2 separate regions of the Mus musculus genome follow, and region 2 is linked to region 1. Evidence: chromatin contacts called from public promoter capture Hi-C data. All regions are on one chromosome and are shown on one strand. The core of a region is the stretch at or near the end of the contact, and the rest is flanking DNA. Distances in the headings are between cores, read along the strand shown. Region 1 holds the start of Rps23 (ribosomal protein S23). Region 2 holds the start of Ankra2 (ankyrin repeat, family A (RFXANK-like), 2).

Evidence for each region. Promoter capture Hi-C pulls out the DNA fragments that hold promoters and counts their contacts.
Region 2: a promoter capture Hi-C map of pre-B cells shows a contact between it and region 1. The contact joins the promoter of Ankra2 here to the promoter of Rps23 in region 1. A contact is called at or near these places in 1 of 39 promoter capture datasets (pre-B cells) and 1 of 484 Hi-C or Micro-C datasets (CD4 T cells).

What each region holds. Positions count from the first base shown.
Region 1 is chr13:90,920,803-90,927,211 of GRCm38.p6, forward strand. It overlaps Rps23 (ribosomal protein S23), which reads left to right and starts at 2,320. Exons shown (of 4, transcript NM_024175.3): 1 at 2,320-2,397; 2 at 2,785-2,944; 3 at 3,524-3,644; 4 at 3,735-3,930. The coding sequence starts at 2,394. The coding sequence ends at 3,881.
Region 2 is chr13:98,260,081-98,266,085 of GRCm38.p6, forward strand. It overlaps Ankra2 (ankyrin repeat, family A (RFXANK-like), 2), which reads left to right and starts at 2,996. Exons shown (of 8, transcript NM_001271388.1): 1 at 2,996-3,396. It overlaps Utp15 (UTP15 small subunit processome component), which reads right to left and starts at 2,912. Exons shown (of 13, transcript NM_178918.3): 1 at 2,795-2,912; 2 at 719-890. The coding sequence starts at 808.

The sequences.
Region 1 (6,409 bases), core at 1,070-3,569:
GAAAGCCAGGCCTTGAAAATAGATAGATAGATAGATAGATAGATAGATAGATAGATAGATAGATAGAAGCAACAACAAAAAAAAACCTTTGCAGCACTTTACACTTAATAACACAATTGCTCAAGTCAAAAATCAAGGGGGAAGCAGTTAATTCATGATCACACAAAAGCCATTTTTCCTCATTTTTAAAGGAATACGAGACTATTTATTCTGGAGCCATTTTAAATGGCCATGGCCTGGGAACACAGATTTAGGAAATTCTATGTTCCACGGATGAAGCGATTCCATGAAGTTGTTATTGTTTTAACAAAAGACTCATATATCAAGGCAGGTTTAAAAGAGATTGGTGGGTACACCTGAGAGGTAGATCCATCAAGATGAGGAAGATTTTTAGAGGCCCAAGCCCCTGTATGGCGATATTCTTTGTTTTTGGATCAGTGGAAGCTAGTAGCCTGCTAAGTTAATAGACTCCAATAGGTTTTACATCACAATGTGAGTTCTAGGACAGAGTAGGCAAGGAAAGGCTGTTCAGAGGGCTAAACTGAGCGCAAGATAAGGTACTAACTAGCCTTTGGAGCTACAACATTCCAATCTCTCCAGCCTCTACAGACACATTCTTTTCAGGAGTTTTCCTTCCTACTCAAGATCCAGGCCTCAAAAATCCTGTTGATTCTACTGCAAAACTGTAAAACCAATCCAGGAAGGTCAGCACCTCCCCTGAGCGTCCAAGCCACACTCACCTCCTGCTTTTACAATCACACCTTCCTAAATGCTTCCCAGACTCATCTGTTTTTGTCTCTTTACAACTAATCTCAGATAAATGCAAAGTATTCTTAAAGAATCCCCCAGCTTAGTGAGAGCACTGACTGCTCTTCTGAAGGTCCCGAGTTCAAATCCCAGCAACCACATGGTGGCTCACAACCACCCGTAATGAGATCTGATGCCCTCTTCTGGAGTGTTAGAAGACAGCTACAGTGTACTTATGTATAATAATAAATAAATCTTTGGGCCTGAGAGAGCAGGGACTGAGCAAATGGAGTTGACCCAAGCAAGCAGGGCCGACCGGGGAGCAGAGGTCCTAAAATTCAATTCCCAACAACCACATGAAGGCTCACATCCATCTGTAGAGCTACAGTGTACTTACATACATAAAATAAACAGATCTAAAAAAAAAAAAAAAAAAAAAAAAAGAATCCCCAGCTTAAATCTAAAGATTTAATATCAGAGGAGAGTTTCAGAAGGCTTTACTGCGGTAAAGTTCTGTTTGTTTGGTTTGTTTGGTTGTTTGGTTGTTTTTGAGACAGGGTTTCTCTGTGTAGCCCTGGCTGTCCTGGAACTCACTCTGTAGACCAGGCTGGCTTCAAACTCAGGAATTCACCTGCCTCTGCCTCTCAAGTGCTGGGATTAAAGGCATGCACCACCATGCCCAGCTGTAAAGTTCTGTAATGCCCAGGCTTTCAGAACCACTGTTGCTTTTTTTTTTTAATCTCTCAGTTCAATTGACAAGAGAACCACCTTTCACTTCTGGAAGGCTGTATCCTATGCTAAATATAGGCTCCCAGCTCAAATGTAACCTACAGGGATACCTTCTTAAAGTCCACCCCTTCACTAAAAAGCTTCATTTTTCTATAACATTTGTCAGTGTGTAAAGATATTTTTTTATATTTATAGGCTCTGTCCCTTTACCTAGAATATAAACTTAACGAGAAAAATCTTCGTTCTCTTAACTGCCAAATATCCAGTGCAAAGACATTAAAATTTTCATTTTTATGTGACTCAACATCCCAGAAAAACTACAGGAAAGATTCGGGTTGTAAAGGTACTAGAATTAAGCAAGGACGCACAACCAACAAATGTCAGCTCACTGTTTAAAGCTCAAGTCTGGCTAGAAACAACAACAACAAAAATAATCGATTTTTCATCACTGAATCATTGCCTCACTAAAATTTACAATTTACTGACGCTGGGAACCTCCTACTCCGTCCAGCCCCACCCCGCTCCGCCCTTTCCGAATTAGCACCGCCCAGCCCTGGGCCTGAGGTGTGGGGGGGTGGGGGGGTGGGTTGAGGGAGTTGCAGAGGACGCCTGCGCAGTGAGCAGTTAGCGCAAAGATTTCTGGGATTGGTAGTCCGTATTCCTCTAGCCTTGTCATTTGCCTGAAAAGGAAATAACAGCGTAAATGAAATTGCTTTGGATTTGATACATATTAAACAAAACTCTGTGTCTCACAAAAGTGGAGGCACTGAATCGTTTCCTCCACCCACACACTCCCCGGTACAGGCGCCGCTTGGACAGCCGCACGGGGCCTTCGGCTGGGCGGGGCTTCCCGCAATGCCTTGTGGGTCCTTCCTGCACCTCCTCTCTCTTTCTCTTGGGCCCGTGGCGCCGGCAAGATGGGTGAGCTGTGCGGGGCTGGGCTGAGGGGCCGCCGCAGGGCTCTAGAGCTCGGGATACGGCCTATCGTGGGGAGATAGAGCGGAGAGTAGGGCTGTAACCGGGCGGAGGTCGGGAGAAGGGGCGCCGTCCCGCGGGCACGTGGCCATACGGAAGAGTTCCTGCGGCCTTCGGGCGGCCTTGCCGGGACCCATTACCCTGGAAATTTAAGTAAGCGTAAAGGCCCCAGCCTGGGTTTGTGTGCAGCTCCGAGTTAGGGGATTTCGAGGGTAATTGGCCCACGTGCTAAGAGGAGCCACAGGTCTCTGGCGCAAACGTCCCTTCTGCTGAAGCTCGTGTGCGGAAGCGCGGGCTCGGTTTGCGGAGCATTCAGTGATGTGTGTTTTTTAGGCAAGTGTCGTGGTCTCCGAACTGCCCGGAAGCTCCGCAGTCACCGACGGGACCAGAAGTGGCATGACAAACAGTACAAGAAAGCCCACTTGGGCACAGCCCTGAAGGCCAATCCGTTTGGGGGTGCCTCTCATGCAAAGGGAATTGTGCTGGAAAAAGTGTAAGTCAAAAGCTGCGCGCTAGAAGCGATGGTTTACCGTAGTTGAGAACGAAGTAGTTCTTCAAAAGTCGCAAAAGATCCTGAGCCTGCGTTGGTTGGGGTTTTTATAAGGAAAAAATGGGAAATGTGCTTGTTTATGTTCGGCCAGGGATGAGATTACTAAAGTTTTTAATTTCGGCTGTAGTCTGGAAGGAATGGAAGAAGTAAAAGTAATATAGTACATACTAAAGCATACATTGAACAGTTGGGGGGGGGGCTATACCTTAAGCAGCTGGTACATTCTTAGTATCTTTTTGGAGTTGAGAAAATTCCTTTTCTGGCATGTTTCTGGTGCATTGGCTTTTTAGAGTGATGATTTTTTTTTTTTGTGTGTGGCGTTCACAAATTTCGCAACAAGAGTTTGAATCCTCATTTTTACCACTCCAGTGGCGCTAAAGTTCGATTTTGCCTGTAAAAACTTCATTAAAATAGTGGCATCTGCAGGATTTGAGACTGGATTGACTAGGAGCTGCTTCTACTTTTATTCTTAATCGAATTTTAAAAACCTTACTGACTTCACATGTGCCATTGATATTGCAGAGGGGTTGAGGCCAAACAGCCAAATTCTGCCATCAGGAAGTGCGTCAGGGTGCAGCTCATTAAGAACGGGAAGAAGATCACAGCGTTCGTGCCCAATGATGGCTGCCTGAACTTCATTGAGGTGACTTATTTTATTTCTTTTAATATTTAATTTGCCAGGTGGGTATTTTAATTGCCACTGATACCTAAAATGGCCTTTATTTTATTTCAGGAAAATGATGAAGTTCTGGTTGCTGGATTTGGTCGAAAAGGTCATGCTGTAGGTGATATTCCTGGAGTCCGCTTTAAGGTGGTTAAAGTAGCCAATGTTTCTCTGTTGGCTCTATACAAAGGCAAGAAAGAAAGGCCAAGATCATAAAATTTGACAATGGAAACACAGTAATAAATTTTCATATTCTGAAAAAATATTTTGTGTCTTACTTCCTGCCCTGAAACTCCAAAAATATTTTACCAGTTTTAGGAGACAGCTACTAAAATACTTTGTAACTGTTACAGCTACAGTATAGAAATAACACTGCAATAAGTGGACACTGTCAACATGTGCAGTATTCTAAATGTGCCTTGAATTTCTATTGTTCCTTGGCAATTGTCAAGTTTAATAAAGTGTCATAGAGGTCTTTAATTGACCTGGTCTATAGGATAATTTTCGGTGATTGTGGAGAACTTAGTATGCAGAATTCTAGAGGGTAAGGCTATAGTAATCCCAGTATTTGGGAGCAAGGGGCAGGAAGAATGCTTTGGGTGTGTGGGAGGGGTGTAATTTGTGTGCTTAGTTGTGGAGAGCTTGGGCTAAAGTAAACTGGGGGGCACAGGGAAAGGTTTGAGCAAGGAAGAATGCATACCTTAAAATTGGTAATTTTTACCTCAAAGGTATACAGTGAAAGGGGCTGCTGAGAGCTCAAGAGTAAAGCACTTGCAAGCTGCAGGACCCGAGCTCAGATGACCTTCCTCAGTAAATGAAGGAGACACCCTGTATCCCGCTTTGCTCTTGCTACTTGAGTCTATTGTCTTGCACCTAATTGGTTCAAAGCATTCTTTAATCTCTGCAAACCTTGCCCTCACAGGGGTTATATTTTCAAGGGAAGATCACAAATCACAGCTGGGCGTGGTGGCGTACACCTTTAATTTATTCCAGCACTTGGGAGGCAGAGGCAGGTGAATTTCTTGAGTTCGAGGCCAGCCTGATTGGCAGAGTGAGTTCCAGGACAGCCAGGGCTACACAAAGAAACCCTGTCTCAAAAAAAAAAAAATCACAGATTGTATCAGCACTAGAGTAGACCCAAGTCTGGCTACAGATTTCATACAATGCTTCCTAGCAGGTCAGCTGAGGTATCCACAGGTTTTCAGCCTTAATTTCACCCAACATGAAGCTTGTTTCCAAGCCTTTTCTCAAGGAAGCTGTGACACAGGCTCACACCTTTAATCCCATCAGGTAGTCCGGTTTGACTTCAAGGCCATCGAGGATCACAGTGAAGCCATCCTAAAAAATAGTCTGAGAAAGAAATGACAGTTTCTGCCACTCTTTGAGAATGGAGGAAAACATTGTAAAATGTATGGAAGAACTAGGATAGTTTCATAAGGGTAACTTGATTTTTAAAACAATTTATAGCTGCAGTATCAAGGCAAAAATGAGTGGCAAAATTATAGTTTGTAAATGAGGACAAGATGAGTCAAGAAACCAAAGCATCTTTAACCTGCATTAAGGTAAGGTTCTTAGATGCTCCTTCAAAAGCATGTTTTATAAAAAAGATGGCTTGTGGGCCATCAAACTTTTTGTTGTATTTTATTCTGGGTCAAGTTTCTAAACTAGTTTTCTGAAGATCTTACTAAAATTAAAAGGCAACAAATATTTTCAAGTCACATACTCAAAGGATTTGTATCTACTTCCTAAATTCAGAAGTAAAACAGTCCTGTTAAAGTCAAGCAGATTATAATCTATAGGGAACTTGCAAACGTGAGGCAACTGGATCTTCCATCTGCTTTTGAGATTGGCAATTTTGTATGAAGTTATACAGTACAAATAGATCTAAGCCATTAAATTTCCAGGTAGCTATGTGATAGCCAAGAACTAGAAATCTACGGGTGGCTAGCTTGTGGTATATTCAAAAATGAGGTACTATTTAGCTATAAAACTATTGTTAGGACTGGAGAAACAGTGGTTAATGTGTACCGCTTGGACAGAACACAACCATAACCGCAGATCTAAGATATCGGAAACCCTTTTCTGTCCACTACAGGCACCTCTCACTCGTGCTCACATCATCACACAGACACGTGCCTGTGGTTTTAAGTAAGATAATGAAATTGGTATAATGTAGCAACTCAGAAGTACAAGTGGATTGAATATTCTTGGCCCATAGGGAGTGGGACTGTTACCAATAAGATCCAATAAGAAGTACCAACTGTAGGTCCTTTACTATTGGCTGTGCTGGCTAGTTTCATAGCAACTTGTCATCAGCTAGAGTCATTTGTGTGTTCATTATGTATTTTACACACATTTATATACTTAATATATTCCCATTATACTACTTTTCCTTTTGCCCATAGTGTGTGTACACTCATCAGGCAGGATTTTTGATCTAGTTTTCTCCTACAGATGGATTTTATATGAGTACCTCAGCACTGTGTGCTCTTCTAGACATCCTAAGTTCAATTCCCAGCAACCACGTGATGGCTCAAAACCATTTATAATGTGGTCTGATAGTCTTGAATGCATGTGTGTATGCAGATAAAGCATTCGTATACAAATACAAATATGTACGAGGCTGAAGAGATGGCTCAGTGGTTAAGACTTAGCTTCTCTTTCAGAGGATCTGAGTTCACTTCCCAGCAACCACCTGATGGCTCACAGCCATCTGTCATGTGATCAGAAGCCCTCTTCTGGGG
Region 2 (6,005 bases), core at 1,746-4,245, 7.3 Mb after region 1:
TTTTTCATTTATGCCACCATACCAGAACAAACTGTCATCTAAACTGTTATCTTATTTGGTTTTATGTTATGCTCTTTGTTAAAATTTCATGTGTGTATCTGCTTGTCTAAACGTGCACTGGTGTGAAATGCCTGCTGAGGCCAAAAAAGGTACTGGATCCTCCGGAACTGGAGTTAAAGTAACCAAGGATGACCCTGCACTTATCATTCTGCCTCCCTCCCAAGTGTGTGTGTGTGCGGGGGTGGGGGGGATCACAGGCATACACCACTAGACAGGTTTGTGCAAGGCTGGAGACTGAACTCAGCGCCTCATGCAACCAGACAAGCACTCACCAACTGAGCTACATCCGTTTGAACTGGTGACTGACGCTCAGTCTCTTCTTAGGTTTTTATTGTCTGATTAAGTATCATTTTCCACAAACTTCCTAATCCCAAATTTTTTCTACCTTCTAGGTTTTCAATATATATTTAAAAGAGTCACTGCAAGCATCATTAGGAGGTACAGAGAAGCTAATTTCAGAGTAGAAAAGACAAGAAAATCCTCTTGCATATAAGATTTAAGTTTTATAGTTTCATTTGCCATTATATACATGTTCTGTGTTAAGCAGCTGCATGGTCAAAATAATTAAGTGGTATGGACTTTGACAGCTGGAGACACTGACATAAATGGGTAAGAATTGTTCAAATGCCCTCGTCCCTCATTTCCTCTCATACTTTACCTTATAGTTGTTCCAGTACAGAGTGTCTTGGGTGATCTTCTCACCAAGTACAGGATATGTTTGAATCGCTACAGGTTTATAGCCGGCCATGGTTTCATATAAGTGCGCTGTTATCCTAGGGTCAGGAGTCTGGAACTAATTTCACAATAACTTCAGTGACTCTGCCTCAGGCCTGGAAAAAGAACAAATTTTAAAGCACAGATTGTTTATAAGCTTTCCTATGCAAGGATGATTTTCATTCTACTTTCTTTCAAAAGGCTGTGTGGAACTTTATAGACTAATGACCAATAAACCATCTCATTGAAATCATGGAAGAGACACTTGAAGCATAGAGATCTGGGGTACCATACTGGCCCATCTATATACATATATACATTTACATACACACACACACACACACACACACATATATAATATATACATACACACACATATATATATAATACATACATACACACACACACACACACACACACACACACACACACATATATGCTGCATATGTATGTCCTTAAACCTCCCAGAGCAGGCGGCAATGCTTGAGAGTAAATAAGACTTAGCCTTCCAGTAGTTGAAACCAGAAAAGCATGCAGGGCTGGAACATTCACTTTCTTGTCAAAGGAAAGAATACAGAACTAGAAACACAACAGACTGACCTGACTTCCTAAAAGACAAAAGAAGCAAGGAAAACAAAGTTAATCTTTAAGTGTAGAGGCTTAAGATGAAATTAGAGATAATGTGCTGGCATCAGACATAAAATTAAACGTGAAAGGTTCAAACTGTAGGAAAGAAAACCTAAACAGAGGAAACTTAAAAGTGACAGAAGAAGAAAAAAAGAAGGAGAAGAAGAATCTAAGTTCTTAACACGAGAAGCATTCAACTGAAGACAGTCGGGAGTATCAGATGGACGATTATATCGACGATACTCTCTGTCCACTCTGAAAAGCCTGCACAGCCGACATCAGCAGCACCAAAGCAATCAGTTTAACTTATTCTAATTGCTATTTTGATGAAGCAGAGCAAACCAAGGTTCATTCACTTCACACTCACTTTTGCTTTAACATACCAGGAATGCCCTTTCACTACGTACTTCCTATTTAAGGTCAGCACAGGAAGTCATTCTGTCCCTCAGAAATCCCTCTCTGCCTTCCAACAGGTGTTCTCAAACACTATCAAGGGCCAGATGGTAAATATTTTAGGTCTGGCCAACCAACCGACAAAGCAGAAGATATTCTATAGTTAATGACATGGCAAGAAATTTTTTCACTAGTACTCACAAACGCATTTGTTGTTGTTGAAAGGAAATACAATTCTTTGAGGTCAAGGCCTATTTCATTTAGTTTCAAGCCAAATCACTGTACATAAGACAGTATGTTTATCTGCAAAAACCATTATTGGCTCACTAGATAAAAACAGGCACCGGAATAGATCTGTCCCAGGAATAGTACCTCCTAAGTCTATTTTTCAAGAAATGAAAGGTTTTCGAGGAAAGAAGTGAGAAGTAGCGCTGGCTTGCTAAGTTACACAAATGAAGAACAGCATTGGCGGGGACGTGCAAGGGAAGACAGAACAAGCAATGAGATGCTATGAAAACGAATGTTAGGAAAATCACTGGACCAAGTCAGGACCTAAGAAACTGGGATTCACGGAATAACAGGCATTACGACACAAGGTGTGATCAAATAAACCCTGAAGGGTACTGAGAACATGTAAGAGGGAGATGTTTAATTCTACCTGGACATAATGTCATTTCAGCGGGGTCTCTAAGCATAATGTGGCACGATGGGCACAAAAGAAGCAGAGCGGAGGTGCAGAGAGGGACGAATACCCAGCCATCCTCAAATCACTAAAACAGAATTCTGTCCTTGGCCTTGGAGAAGAGATTGCTCCAGGGACTGACAGAGGTGGCTAGGAGAGCGACTACAGAGGAGCAAAGCCTGGGTCAAAATTAAATCGCGGAGGCAGATAAGTTCAGTGATCTCCGGGGGAAGCCCCAGAACAGACGTCCAGGATGTCAGAGATCACAGTGAGGACTGAGCAGAGCCTGGGCCGCCACCGGGAGCCGCCATCGCCTACCTCCGCGGGGCCCCGAGGGTCCACCGAGGCACCGATCCCCAGGACGACTCCCCAGACTTCGCCAGCTCCCTACAGCATACCGCTCTGCAGCACTCGCTCAAAATCACGCGGACAGTCCAGGAGCCGGAAACGCGGAGGCGCAGAGGCGCGTCGCGGGAAGATGACGTGCAGCGCAGGCGCAGAAGGTTTACGACCCAAAGAACTACAAGAAAGCGCCCTGGTGGGCGGGGCCCTGGGCGGGGCCCCGGGCCGCTCTCCAATGACCCGGAACTGAGGCGATCCATGGTTCTCCGAGAGGATGGGCTACGGGGCGCTAGGGAAACAAGAAGCGATCCCTGGGAGTCGTCTCGCCTTCACCGAACGCTCTGGGCTTTTTCCAGAGGAGATAAAAGATAGGAAGTGACGTCTGGGCCCGAAGCAGGCCCGGGGCTCGGGACCGATCTGGCTAGGCCAGGCCAGAGCCGCTCTCCCGCTGAGCTCAGGGCGCGTGTACCACCCGCCTGACCGGCCCCTGTCCCCGGATCCGCTCGCCGCGTCGGAGCGGGAGCGGGTGTCACCCCGCGGCCGTAGAGCGGGAACGCCCGCCCGGACACCTGTCGCCCGTGAGACGCCTTTCGTTTTTTATAGCACCTTTGCCCCCACTGTAGGACAATTTCAAGAATTAGGAAGAACCCGAAGCCTCTGTGATTAGCTTCCATTGGGGACTGTGCCCCCTGCTTGCATTATACTCTCCCTTCCCAGGCGTCTGGCTGGCGAGCCTACCCACCCTTTCTTTCTTAACTCTTTCTCACCATCTCTGTCATTTCGTTTTTTCCCTCCCTTGTGCTTCAAGTCTTGGCGAATCAACAGTCTTTGCTTATCTCTGTAATCCAGTCTAGATAACCGTTCCCTTTTCCTTTCCTGTTCTCTGGTCAAAGACTGGTAATTCCGTCTATTGAAACCTATTGTTCTATAGGGGTCCGCAAAGAGGTGACTATTTTAACCCCATTTTAGGAAGGATTGAGTCTCGGGAAACTCGTGATTTGCATGTCTAGCACATCGAATTAGTTGGTGTTGAAAATAAATTATCAGACCCAATTAGAAAATATGGGAAAGAAACTGTAAAAAAAAAAATTGTCCAAATTAAGATCAGAAAATATGAGGCACTAGGTAGGTTTTGTGTGCGGTGGCTCCTAAGAGTGATCTTAAACCAGGTGAGGGAGGTGGTACACACCTTTAATCCCAGCACTCCGGAGTCAGAGTCGAGGCTACAAAATAAGTAAGACCTCGTGTCAAAAGAAAAAAGATCTCCATCTGGCAGTTTTTTCCCCCTTTAATGGGAGCTTGAAAGGAAGTTTTCAAGAGAATAGCACTGGACATCCCCTGGGAGAACTGGGGAGGAGAGGGGGTGGAGTTGCGGCTCAACCCACACGTGCCTAGAAGAAATTGTTCTTTCCTTAGAAACAGTTCCCATTGAGTGCTATAAACTAACTTTCTGTTCCTGTGGCCTTCTGACAAAATGTAGCAACTTTGTTATGTGATACTTTGTGTGACTGTAGTGTCTTCATGTCTCTCCTGGAAGTTTTGTATTCTTGTATTGCTGCTTACTTACTGACCTCAGTGATGGAGTTGATAGAGCAACATATGTTTCTCCGGATTCAGGAGCTTTCTTTTTCCACTGAGATGAATGTTACTCACCCATTCTACTCAGAAGGCCGTGATAAGGACCAGTGGTTTTTAAAAAGAAGTTTTTGAGATAAAGTCTCTCTATTAAGTAGCTCTAACTGTCCTAGAACTTACTGTGTAGACCAGGCTGACCTCAAACTCCCAGAGATGTGCCTGCCTCTGCCTTCCAAGTGCAGAGCTTAAAGGTGTGTGCCCCTCACACCTGGCTTGTGTAATGTTTCTTGTGTGTATGTTTTCAGGGCATGACTACTTAGTATTGCATGACCAGTTGCTGGGCTCCTTTCTGGGGAGGACTATTTCTCCTGCTCTCTAGTGCTCCACCATACTCAACAGGATCAGTCTTTTGAAATGGTTTTAAAGTGCTGCAGTGGTCATACATTACTGATTCGTTTCTCTCCTAATTCCAGGCAGTTCTGATCATCACACACTCAGTTCCCTTTCAAGGTGTCCAAAGGGGCAATATGCTGTCAAAACAAAAATTCACTGGATCTTCAGTTCTTCCTTTTTCAAGTGACTGTGTATTTGGGACTGTCACATATCCTGTGACACCAATCCATAATCTACATATTTCTCATCAAAACTTACAACAAGTTGCTTATGCTTTCTCTGAACAAACACTGATAAATATACTTTTAATTCTTAACAAAATACATTTTGTAGGGCCAGGGAGGTGCCTCAGTGGGTAAAGCCACTTGCTGCCCAGCCTGATGACTTGAGTTCAGTTCCTGAGACACACATAATAGATGGGAAACCCCAGATCCTGAAATGTATCCTCCTCTACATGCATGCTGTGGCCCATGTGTGCCCATATACATGCGAACAAAATAGATAAGTGTAATAGCTCATTTTTAAAACAAGTCTGTAAAGTGCTTCACTGTCTGAATCATGGGTATGATAGAAAACAGTGCTGGTCAACCTGGCTACAAGTTGGTTATACCTCAGCTCAAATTGAGAAGACTTACAGAAATGGCATTTAAAAAAATAAATCTCACCGTGCAATGGTGAGATTCACTTTTAAAACAAAAAAAATTAATCTCAAATAATGGCCTACTGTCTTAGCATAAAAGTTTATTTTCTTTGGTAGCCTGATCTTTAAATATTTGGCACTAGTCAACTATAGAAGGGGAGAAACTAACTGAAATGTGTTTTGACAGTGTTGGAGGTGTGCTGTGTTCCCTGCATCCTTTCCCAGGACCCTGTACATAAGCGGCAGCATCCTTTTTGTCTGTTTTTTGGTTTTTGAGACAGGGTTTCTCTGTGTAGCCCTGGCTGTCCTGGAACTCACTCTGTAGACCAGGCTGGCCTCGAACTCAGAAATCCGCCTGCCTCTGCCTCCCGAGTGCTGGGATTAAAGGCGTGCACCACCACACCCGGTGTGCATCCCTTTTTACACAGGACACTCTGTCAGGCTCCGCAACTTGTACACACCACACAGCTAATAAGCAAATGGCAAAGCCTTGGTTCACAGGCAGATCCCCTACCCCTGAATATCCTGTGCATCCTGTTAGGAGGCTTACAAGAGCAGTGTTTGGGTGTGGAGTTAAAA